Linked DNA regions of Gossypium raimondii: region 1 is linked to region 2. A link is a contact called in public Hi-C data. All regions are on one chromosome and are shown on one strand. The core of a region is the stretch at or near the end of the contact, and the rest is flanking DNA. Distances in the headings are between cores, read along the strand shown. Region 1 overlaps LOC105794097. Region 2 has its middle 8.1 kb from the start of LOC105794096.

Region 1 (6,330 bases), core at 3,361-5,860, 160 kb before region 2:
GACATTGATGCGGAGAAACAAAAACTGCTGCATTGGGTTGAATCAAAGAAAACACACATCATAGTGATAGCATCAACAAGTGATTTTGGGCAGAGACTTTATTTATTATATGATTAATTGAGGAATCTAAGTGCTTGTTAAATTGCTATTATGCTACTATCCCATCTCTCGCATAATCCTTGAATTCGAGTTTTGCTTAATCCACCCACATTCAGGAATCTGACGCCTTTGTCTTTTCACAAACATGTACTAATTAATCATCAATTGTTTTCTTTTTTACATTTTCAAATAATTTCGTTATTTTATTCATCAATGCATTGTAATTATTTAAATTTTAATTACTTTTCTTAATAATGTTTTTAATTATTGTAATTAGTATAAAGTAACATTTTCATTTTATTTGTTAAAAATAACTAAAATATATTTACTTATTTAATAATTTAAATATTATAAAAATAAATAGGGTAAATTATCTAGTTTGACATTCAATTTTTAGGGTGTTTTCATTTTGGTCACTCAATGAAATCATGTAATTTGATTACTCAATTTTTAGGGTCTAATGGTGGTTAACTATACATGTCACATCATGTTTGTGTTTTCATTTTGATCGTCTAACTTTTATGTCATTTTCATTTTGGTCGCCCCGAAATATCTTTCTTGAGTATTGATTAGGGTAAAAAATCAAAGATCAACATGAAAAATTGGTAAAAACTAAAATAATACAGAAAAAATGTCAAATTGTATTTGTTTATCTTATTGCTGAAAATTTTAAATTTGTGTTTTGAAATATTAATTTTAAACTTTTAGATTCAAAATTATAGTAACAAATCGATTGACATTACCAATGGATAAATTTTTTAACAGTTTATCTAATTTATTTTGATGTATTGAAATTATTTTAAAAATTATGAAAGAAAATTAATCTATCATAGTTATCCACGAAACCCAAGTTTTTATTATTATTAAATGATATTGAATCTTTCATGCTAAGCTAAAAGTAAAGTAAAATCATTGCAATTAATAAAATTAATTAATTTTATCTTCCATTCCAAACAAACTTAAAATTTTTCATTGCTTCTTTACCCAAACGAAGAACAAGTAATTTAATTAATTGCAAGGTTCTTTTCCTTTACTTTTAGCTTAGCATGGAAGATTCAAGATTATATAATCAAAAGAAGTTTAAGTTTAGTAGATAATTATCAAATATGAGTTATTTGAGTTGGTTTCATTAAAGATAATCTAGAAATGTGAAATAAAATTTTAAAATTTAAAAGTATATTAAATTAATTAATTTTAATATTATAGTAACAAATCGGTTGACATCATTAATAGATAAAAATTTCAACAATTTATTCAATTTATTTTTGATATTTAAATTTTCAATATTAAAAAAATTAAAATTTACTGAAATGGGATAAACAAGTACAATTTGACAATTTGATGTATTTTTTAGTTTCTACCTCTTTTCACTTTAACCGTTGTTTTTTTTTTTACAACAATCAATACTTAAGAAAGATGTTTTTTAAGTGACTAAAATGAAAGCAACTTAAAAGTTAGGTTACCAAATGAAAGTGCAAATCTGATGTGACATATACAATTAACCGCCTCATTAGAGTTTTAATGCTTGGATGACTAAAATGAAAGTGCCCTAATAGTTGGTGACCAAATTGAAAGGATTTTATTTAGGTTGACTAAAATGAAAGCGTCTTAAAAGTTGGTTGTCTAACTAATTAGTTTACCCTAATAAATATTTGCAAATCATAGTTAAAGCATTTTCACCATATTCAATGTACAGTATAGTTTTACATCATATAATCAAGGCTTAACTCACAAATTGGTACTTCAATTAAATCATTTTATCATTTTGATACTTTTAACTTTTTTGTCACAAATGATACCTAAACTATTTTTTCGAAGTTGGTATCTCCATGACTCCAACCTTTAGTAAAAGGTTAAGTCTATTTTAAAAAAGAAAAGTTTAACCTACAAATTGGTACTTAAACGATTCCATTTTTCTATTTTGGTATCTAAATATTTTTTTGTCATAAATAGTACCTAAACTACTTTTTCCTCAAGTTGTACTTACCTTAATTATGAGTCAAACCATTAAGTCTATTTTAAAAAAAGATAACCAATTAAAAATTACCATGTGACAAAAAGATAAAATATTATTTTCTTTACATATATTCTTTTTACTTTATATTTTTTTCTTTCTTCTTCCCTCATCTTAAGTTAAGTTCTTTTACAAGTGTGAGCATTTTGAGTTTTATGGTTTTGATTAAGATTTCTAGAGCTAGATTAAATTGTATTTTTTTTTGACAGAAATTAAATTGTAACTTGTGTTCATAGGGAAGGGAGTGTTTCTTCTCAGTTACCACCGACTCCAATAATGGAATCAAAATGAGTAATAGAAAAGAAAGAGTTTTCATTTTTACTTTGTTGGATACATATTTGTTTCTTGTCACAAGGTTTTTTCTACATTAATTAAATTCCTATCAACAAACAATTAATATATGAAAATGATTGTCACACTTTTCATAATTTGGTCAATGGCAGCACTTCCTAACACGATTTTTTAAGCAATTATCTGCATTCAGCATGAGTAACTTGGAAGTTTTCTTCTTTCACCTGCAATCAATGTTTCAAAATTAAATTGCAAAAACGATGGTTTCTTTTTTACAATACCATTGAATATATATATATATATATATATATATATATATATTTCATAATATGTATTAATATGATTTATTTTTCAGATTAAGGTTTAGGTTCTATTTTTATTTTTTTCTTGTCATTATCGACATTCTATTTTTACAAGTACATGATTGATCTCCTCATTAAATTCCATTATAAAAGCAACTTAGATTTTCTGCTTTTGTTCCATTGCCTTGTCATTTATGTGTTACCCACATAAGATATCCTTAATTTCTTTAAGTTAAATTCTTTCACCCAATTCGATCATATCTTATCTCATAGTCATCATTGCATATTTCATGGTGAAAAGACCATTGCTAACAAATAGTAATAGTAATGATACTCATTCATCCCTGACAAATGATCTGCGACCGATCTTTTCTCATAATTCATTCAATGCTAGTCAAAGAATATCATTTACTCTTTAATTGAAGATTTAAGTATGTAAAAAACCCTCAAAATTTTTCAAAAAAAGCAATTAAGCCCTTGCTTTTTTTTTTGCACTCAATTGGGTACTTGAACTTTTAAAATGCATCAAAAAGACCCTCAAACTTTTTCAAAAAAAGCAATTAAGTCCTTGCCTTTTTTGCACTCAATTGGGTACTTGAACTATCAAAATGCATAAAAAAGCCTTCAAACTTTTTCAAAAAGAAAAAACAATTAAGCCCCTACTTTTTTCTCACTCAATTGGGTACTTGAATTGTCAAATGCATCATCAAAAAGGCTCTTTGATCGTTAACTTTAACGGTTGATCGTTAAAGTTAACTTCTCCTAATTTTTTTCAATTAAAGACACCTCATTTCACAACCACGACGTGACATGTAGAAAAAAATTATAAAAAATAAAAATATATAAAAGTTATAAAATTTATTAAATTTTAATAAAAATGTAAAAATATTTAAATTTTACTAAAAATTAGAAAAAAATATAAAAATCGTAAAAATATTATAAAAATTGTAAAATTTTAAAAAAAATCATAAAAAAATTATAAAATGCATAAAAAAGGCCCTTTAACCGTTGGCCGTTAAAGTTAATGACCCCCAGTTTTTTTTAGTTAAAGCCATCACGTGTTGTAACACAACGTGACATGTGGCGAAAAATGATAAAAAATAAAAATTAATAAAAGTTATAGAAAAATTATAGAAAAATTATAAAATGCTTCTTTTGGTAGAATAATTTTTATAGTTTTTTTTATAAATTTTATATTTCTTTACATTTTTTTATAATTTTTTCTCCTATATTTCTATATGTTTTATATATTTTTACAATTTTATAAAATTTTACAATTTTTAATATTTTTTATTAAAATTTAATAATTTTTATTTATTTTTATTTTATCATTTTTGTCACATGTCACGCCATGACTGTGGCATATGGTGGCTTTAACTGAAAAAAATTAGGGGCGATTAACTTTTACGGTCAAAGGGCCTTTTTGATGGATTTTGGTAGTTCAAGCACCCAATTGAGTGAAAAAAAGCAGGGGCTTATTTGTTTTTTTGAAAAAGTTTGAGGGCCTTTTTTATGCATTTTGAAATAATTAAATAATATTTTTAGATTATATATATAAAGCAAGTAACCCCGTGTCTCAATCAACTTCATGTGATAGGAAAGGCTTTCCTAATTCCAAGCAAAACTTTATGTTGATCTCAAACTATATTTTTGTTTCTCGTTTAAATAGCGTCGTACCAACATACCAAATAATAAGAGAAAAAATAGAAGATTTGATGAAATTTGAAAAGAAAAGCGAAGAAGAAGCTAAGCAGAATGGTAAGTGAAGAAAAGGAAAGGAAAGAAAGTAATGGAGAGAGAATTGGGTTAATTAAAAGAGATGGGCATGCATGGGTTTGGATATTATTGTTTTCCCAACTAACTCAGATTTTAATATAAATTTAAGCGAGAAAAATAGCTGTGTTTGAGGTGCCTTTAGCTCTGGTTGGTTGGAAATTTATTCTTCTAACTTTTTCCACTGTCGGTGGTCTCCCCTTCTCTTGCCATAATATATAAAATAAAATAAGATGGTATATATGTATACAAATGTAGTTGCCGTTGCAGGATAAACAATGTGGACTACAATAACCTAAATTTAAATTTACACTTCTTTTAACTAAATTAAATGAATGATTTTTTTTATAAGCTTTGTATTTGAACTTTTTATCAGTTATCCTTAATTTATTTACAAGTTTACTATTTTGGGTATATAAATTTAATTATACTTAATTAAGAGATTAGATAATATCGAATCAAGCAATCGAATCTTTTGGATTGTAGAGATTTGAATTAGGATAGCATTGAAGTCACATCCCTAGCGGTCTACTCTATATTGGTCTTTACCATTATATTTTATCTTACTATTTTAACTGTTGGTCAATAGGGTAATTGGTCTAGTATGTTAGCAAATCTTGAAATTTGTTGGGGATCGACTCATGTATGCAACAAGAAAATAAAATTATAAGTGAGAAGATCAAACATACAAATATTTAGGTTGAAAAATTCCTCCGAAGAAAATAAAAAACCACAAGCAAAAAAGACTTCACTAAATTAGCAAAATCGAAAGAGTACAAGATGAAAATAATCTCAATAAAAACCCTAAACCCCGAAAGAACAAGGCACTCTGGCTAAAACCAGAAATTCCCTAAAACTCACAAAACTCTCTGAATCTCAAAGATGATGAAGATAATTAATCTAGGTTACAACAACCCCTTTTATAGGTTAAATAATCAGAGTTTAACTAGGAGAAGAAAATCCGGTTGAATTGGGAAATCGTATGTCCCTTATTGGGACGCCATTCTTCGCATCATCGGGACGTCGATTAGAAAATATGAAGCACACTATATCATGGTGTGATAGGACTTGAATAACTTATTGAATTGGGATTAGAGATAGTGGATCTACTTTGTAATGACCCAAATTTAAGGTTATCGGAATAGTGGTTTCATAACCACAAATCCAATTTAAAGAGAAAATTATTATTAATTTTTATGATTTATCGAGTGATTAGATATAAGTACTAGAGTATTGATAAGAAATTTTATTGATTGCATGCCTAAATTGCCTATTAGGACTTAATTGCAAAAGTGGGTAAATATGAGTTTTAGATGATAAAGGATTTATTTGAAGTGCATAATCAAAGTAGAGGTCCTTAAATAGAATTAGACCATAAAATTTCCATGGACAAAAATAGGCATGCATAGATAAAAATAACTAAAGTTTTAATGAATGGTATTTTAGTCATTGAATAATAAAAAGAATAAAAAGGGAAAAAGATGGCAAAAATATCATCTTCTCCAAAAAATATTGCTGCCAAAATTTGAAGGACACCATAGCTAGGGTTTTCACGCTTTCTCAAGCTCATAGTAAGTGACTCCAAGCCCTGTTTTTAATGTTCTTTACGTTTTTGAGATCTCGGTAGCTTAATTTAGCTTATTCTAGCAATAATTTTACCTAGGGTTTATATTTGGAATAATACCCATAGGTGAAAAGTGTTTATTTTGATATTTTAAGGTATAATATGAAGCTAGAAATTATGTTAAACAACTTTTGCTAGTCGATTTTAAGCGAAAACGAGTAAAACTCCATAATCGGTAAAATACCTAATGTTCATAAGTAGATGTTAGAGTGAAAATTTGATGTTGT
Region 2 (6,935 bases), core at 2,391-4,890:
TTTTAACATAATGTCATCAATTAATCCTACTTGAAATTAGTTGAAAAATACAAATAAGTAATATTTATATAATAAAAGTAATATATTAGTAGGATTATATAGGTAATTTATTTTTAATATAAAATAAAAAAATCACTTTCTTAGAAACTTGAACTTAGGTGCTCAAGAATTTAGGGTATGTTTGGTTGGGTAGAAAAGTGGAAGATGGACGTCACGACGTCGATCCTGCATTTTGAATTATTTACAATTAAGTCCTATTTTTATCTCGGGTTAGCTTTAGAGCTTACGTAAGCTCGTGTAAGACTCAAAATTGACTCTATTTCATGCCGAATGTATGTTTTAACTGAATTTTAATTATTGACTGCTATGAATTGTTTGTACTTTAACCGTGTTGCTCTGGAAAAGAATGTGACATCTTGTAACTCGAACCCAACGATCGGGTCGAATAGTAGGGTGTTACAAATTAATTAATCGTCTTGTGCATAGTTTAATTGGGAAATAATAATTCATTAGTAATTAGTAAGTTAAAATTAGTTTTAGCTTAGCTAGCTTTAGTTCAATACAATCATGGATTTGCACTACTAATTTGTAATTCGATTAGACTAGTGCTTGTTTTCGGATAGTTAATTTAGTAACAGTTTTCACCAACTTTAGCAATCCCCTAAGTACGATCCTCGGACTACTTCCAGTATTTCGTTGTAAATTTAAATCTTTATTTAATTGCTTTATTTTAAGCCTTGGTGCATGTACGCTAAAGCGTGATCATTCGGCAAAGTTGGTAGACTAACAATGAAATCCAAAGAGATTCATTCCCATTTCTACTCGGGAATTGAAATAGGTTGCAACAACCCAAAGGGATCTTGATGTTTAGCTTTCACTTGTTGGCAAGTCAAACATTTTGCAACATATTCAATGATTTCCTTTTGCATACCTGACTACCAACACGATTCTCGTAAGTCACGATACATTTTTGCACCACTAGGATGCATAGCAAATGGATCATCATGAGCTTCACATAAAATCAATTGCTTCAATTCAACATTGTCAGGTACACAAATTCAATTATGAAATCAAAGAGAATTATTTTTATCGATGTTGAAATTCTTTCCATCGCCTTGCTAAACAAGCTTTCTCTTCTCAACTAGCTTAGCATCCGGAAGTTGTGTCTCTCTAATCTGATCAATCAACCTAAATTTTACTTTCAACTCAACTAACAAGTCGCCATCACCACACATTTAAATGAGAAAACATTGATCTCAATTCGACTAATATTTCATAGCTCAAGGCATTAGCTACTACATTAGCTTTCCCGAGATGATAATCAATTACGCAATCATAATCTTTCAACACTTCAATCTAGTGACACTGACTCAAATTTAACACCTTTTAGGTGAAGAGATATATGAGACTTTTATGATCTGTATAGATGTAACAATTTTCACCATACAGATAGTACATCTAGATTTTTAGAGCAAATACCATGACATGTGGCTCTAAACCATGAGTCAGATAATTGTGTTCGTACGGCTTCAATTGTCGGGATGCATAAGCGATCACCTTGTCATTTTGCATTAACACACAACCCAATCCGCTCAGAGAAGCATCACTAGATATTACATATTCCTTGATATTATAATAATATTAGAAAAGCATAATGACTTAAAGCATATTTGAACTACTATAATAATAAACAATAATATATAATAATTAACATATAATGTACTACTATTATATATAACTATTATTACAATATAGATTATAATAAATTTTATAGTATTACATGATATTATAATGTTTAATCATTGATGCATATGTAAACAATTAATATTAATAAAATATTAATACATATATTACGATTATTATAATATAGATTATAATAAAAGTTGCATTATTACTTGATATTATAATGTTTAATCATCGATACATATATATAAAATACTAAAATATTATATGATATGATATAACATTATATAATATAGTAGGAGGGCTAACTTTCAAATGTATGAAAAGTATAGGGACTTAGAGCATATTTCAACCAGTACAATAATAAACTTAATATATGATAATAATTAATATATAATTAACTACTATTATATTATAGAATATAATAAAAGATATAGTATAAAAGTAACATGAATTATAATATATAATAATAATTAATATAACTTCTTTTTTTTGGTAAGTAAGGAAGGCATATAACAACCTTTAAGATCTAATCTTTCTTACATGAAAATCCCCTGTTTTATCCTCTAAAAGGAGTTGCCTAACACCAAACATGGGGAAATCAATAATTTTCGGTTCGTATTTATTTCTAGAACAAGACTTGGCTATGCAATCAACCATTTTATTTATTTCACGGAAGACATGTTAGATTTTGACAATCCAGTTGCGCCTACATTCCTCCTTTATTCTTTAGACTAAAGTTGTTGATTATGACCCTACTGAAGCATATGTTAGCATATCCATTAGACTTTTATTGTCAGATTCAATTATCACCTTGGTGTATCCCTTCTGCCAAACTATTTCAAGGCCATGGAGTATATAATTTATGTTTTTTTATACGACAAATTTGAATTGTGTTGTCATTGTATAAAAGTAAAATGAATTATTACATTCAAAATTAAAATATTTATAACTTAGAAAATTCAAAATTATCTGAATCTGTCAAAATCCGCCCAGCTTGATCTGAGCCCAAATTCGAAAAAATCGAAGTGCAAAAAAATCCGAGTTTGAAAGGGCTCGAGCTTGAGAAAATTCGAGTTCGAAGTATACCTAATCCAAGCTCACTTGATCCCAATAGTTTGCTAGCTCTAATTACATGGGTCAAAGTTGAAGTTATCATAGTAAAAATGATGACATCATATTTATGTCACAATTTTTTCTTTAATTAATTTAAATTAATTAAGAGATAAATAATAAATTTATGTATCGCCACTAATTAAAAATAAAAGAATTAAGTGATAATATCAAATAATAAATAAATAAATTTAAGTTCTTGTAGAACAATCAAATAGAACAATTATATTTTATAAGAACTCTCTTTTACTTATGATTGGATCAAATGAAGTAATTAAATTCTACAAGAACTCTATTATATTCAAGTAATTGACACTATAAAAAGGGGTCACCCAAGCTATTATACAGATACACAAGTTCAAGAAGCCCTAAAGATCTTAGTAGAAATCTTTGAAGAAGCCGAAGAACTTGAAGAAATTCTAAAAAAACACCATACCATTCTGAAAAAAGTTGCCTTTTAATCTAGTTTAACCGTGGAAAAGAAGTCAAAAGTTGTTTTTGAAGAAAGCCACATTTCGATCCAAATCAATTGAAGAAAGGAGGTCCAAACTTGTTTTAAAAGCAAGTCAACACAACACTAAGCAATCAGCATTCATCCAACAAGTCAAATGACTCTTGGACCAAAGTCAAACTAGAGAGAACAATTAAATGAGCTTTCTTTGTAAAGAAATCCAGATATTGTAACCTCTTTTTGAAGTTATCAATAAAAATTGACTTCATATTTTCAAGTCCACTTTTGACTCGAAATTTATGTGTAAAATAAAGTTTTGAATGAATAGTTTGACTTCAACTACTTGGACTTGAATATCATGATTGGACCTTGATGGAAATGAAGTCCATCTTCATCATGGGTCTTGAATTGGGCCAAGTTGCTTGTATTATAGGCGTTTGGACTCGAGCTTATTTTGCCAATTTTATTCTAAATTTTGATCTTGATTCTCTTCAAATTTTCTTTTAAAAATTTCACTTTTTTTCTTAGCTTAAGATGAATAAAAAAATTAAAAAACAAAATAACATAATCTTATAATAAGCGAAAAACAAGTTATTCAACCTCCATTCAACATAAAAAAAAAAAAAGCAAGCAAGAGATTAATTTTGCCAAGACTCAAACCTGTTAAAATATAAAATATTATTTTTGGCACCAAAATTTTCAATGAAAAAAAACACCAAATCGAACAAATAATACCTTAAGTACACCAACCAAATCGTAAATCAAATTTAGAAAATTTCGGCTTGTAAAAATTTTGGAAATTACAAAAGAAAAAGGAGAAATTTTGAGTTAAGAAATAAGAATTGTAAGCCCAAACCTATTCCTAAATTTTGCTTTTCAAATTTCCTCTAAGAAAAATCTCAAGCAAACATTTAAGGATTCACAAAACTGGTGTTGTTATCTGGAGAAGAAGAAATGTTTTCATAATGAATTGCTTAATTCCTTTACTTTTCATGATGAACTTCACGAAACTCTTTAATTTTTATTTTTATTTTACCTTTCACTTTAACTTAACTCTACTTCTTTATTACTAGGGTTTTTTTCATTTTATTTTTATTTCGTTTTCACATACTGATATATTATTCAAGTGAAATTGGTTATTTGGAAAAAAAACACATGTCCAATTTTCCTGATTGGTTTAGCATTTATTAACGATGATAATTCTAAATATCATAATAATGCATGATTGATAGTTCAAGTACTACATTAGGCATTTTCAAAGTACATGAACTACATTTGATATTTTATGAAAGTACATATACCAAATGTGATTCTTATTGATATTGTGGTAGTATGATAGCCCATCTTGAAGTAGAGGTGAACAAAATTCGATTCAATTTGAAAAAAATCGAATTTCAAGTTAATTGAATCGAGTTATTCAAGTTATTCGAGTCAACTTAAATAAGTAATTCGTGTTTCAAGTCAAGTCGAGTTGAATTTTACAATTTGAATAACTCGAATAATTCAAACAAAAAATTGATGTAAATACCCTTTTGGTCCCTGTCAATTTTGAAAATAAGCAAATTGGTCTCTCAACAAAAAATACAAAAAAAAAGTCAAAATAATTTTCAAAAATTCAAAATAATTAAGATACTTAGAATTCAAGATGAACTAACTATTGATAATTAAGATACTTAGAATTATATTTGATTAATAACTTTAATTTACATAAATAAAATTAGCACAACTTTTTTTAAAAATAATCTTTTATAATAAAATCAAAATTAAATTATAATTATTTCTAACTAATAATTTTAAATTATAATTATAATTATTACAACTTTTTAAAATTTTATGCTTAGAGTCCTATTCAAGTAATAATTCTATTTTAAAATTTTCAAAATTTTATTTATATCAAATTTCTTTTAAATACTAATACTAATAGTAAATTAAATTACAATTATTTTTAAATGTGTAATTATCACAATTTTCATTAAATTATAATTATTTTAATTGTATAATTATCATAACTTCTATTTCATCAACATTTATAACTAATAATTCTAAATTAAATATTATAATTATTTTAAATGTCGGTTTAGTAATATGATGAAAAATAAAGAAGATTCTCGTCAGTTCAAAAGTTCTTTCAAACTCATGCTTCTATATATCACAAATTCTTTATAAATTTAAATTTTTAAAATTTTATAGTTTTTAATAATTTTATAATTTTTTAATTTTAAAAAATTAAAATTTTTATGTCATTGTGATGTCATCATCTAACTTGTGGCAATTTATGATTAGTTGGATTTTTCAACCATTTTTTAACATTCAAAGAGTTAAACGATGAACAGTAGAAAATATTAGGTACTAAAGTGGCAAAAAATCTTTAAGGATCAAAGGAGAAAAACGATACTTTTAAAACTAAAGTATCCATTAAGCCAAAAATTTATTGTTTATGAGAATTATTTATTAAAAGATTTAAATATGGCAAAGGTCCTTGTATTTTTTTGAAATTTAAAATTTAGTCCATATACTTTAATTTTGAGACATTGAGTTCTGTACTTTTTTATTTAAAATCTTTGTCCCTCCGTCTACTTTTTCCTTTGAAGTTAATAGTTTCAAAGTTAAAATAAAGTTTTAGCCCTCAATATTTATAGTTTTTTTGTCAATTTAGTCCTTACCCATTAAAAGTACATAAAAATTTTAAAATTTTTTTCATATTTTAAATAAAACATAAACTTTAAAATTTATTTTTTAAAATTAAAAATAATAACTCTTTAAAATTTAAAAAACTATTTTAAATATATATTAAAAAATCCAAAATTCATCTTATGTAAACTGGACCAGACTAGTTGGATTGAGAATTACTGGGTATTAGTCCGGTTTTAGTTGACCCATGAATTGGTACGTACTAGTTGAACCGAGCTAAAAGAACTAGTTGAATTGGTAGTTGAACTGATCTCAAACTTTTCTGACCAAGTGGTTCCCAGAACGATTGGTCCAACCGATTCAAAGAAAATAAATTATTAAAAATAAAAAAAACTATAAATATCTGTTCAACTACCAATTCAATTCTATTTTAGCCTGATTAAACCAATTTGTACAATTTCATGGGTCAACCAGCTTTTTACCTCTAGCCGGATCGATACCCTAATCAGTTCCCAATCCAAAACGTCCAGTTTGATTTAGATAACATTAAATTTTGGAATTTTTATAGTTTAATATATTAAAAAAATCTTTTTACTTTTCATTTTTGAATTATTAAAGAGTTTTATTTTTTTCATAATTTTTTATTTTTTGTTTAAAATATGAAAAAAATAATTTTTAAATTAAAAAAATACATTCTTTTAAAGGGCATGAACCAAATTGACAAAACTGTAAATGTTGAGTGTTAAAAAAATTAAAAATTAAAAAGCGGGTGACTTGTAAACCGGTACAGACTGATTGAACTGAGCTAAAAATCAAGTGATAGTTGAACCGATTTATATATATATTTTTTCAATTTTTAAATAATTTATTTGCTTTGACCTGGTTGGTCTTACTTTCCTGGAACCAATATGTTAGACTAGTTTGAAATTAGTTCAACCATTTTTTAGCTTAGTTCAACCAATTCGTACCAGTTTGCAATTCAACTGGTGTTTTACTTCTCACTAGATTGATACCCCAACAAGATCCTAGTCCAATCGGTCTGAGTAGCCAATACGAT

What was found. Hi-C and Micro-C count contacts between places; a contact is called where the count stands out from the background.
Region 1: a Hi-C map of leaf shows a contact between it and region 2, with 5 times the contacts expected there. The contact joins two enhancer-like sites. A contact is called at or near these places in 2 of 2 Hi-C or Micro-C datasets (both in leaf).

Annotation. Positions count from the first base shown.
Region 1 is chr3:33,030,026-33,036,355 of ASM2569854v1, reverse strand. LOC105794097 reads left to right here. Exons shown (of 11, transcript XM_052628267.1): 11 at 1-200. Among protein-coding and RNA genes, the nearest start is that of LOC105795827, 16 kb to the right of the region's middle. Within about 2 kb of position 4,610, the one cell type or tissue checked has open chromatin away from gene starts, as enhancers often do. A contact at or near this core is called in leaf, where this site is marked.
Region 2 is chr3:32,863,791-32,870,725 of ASM2569854v1, reverse strand. No RefSeq gene overlaps it. Among protein-coding and RNA genes, the nearest start is that of LOC105794096, 8.1 kb to the left of the region's middle. Within about 2 kb of position 3,640, the one cell type or tissue checked has open chromatin away from gene starts, as enhancers often do. A contact at or near this core is called in leaf, where this site is marked.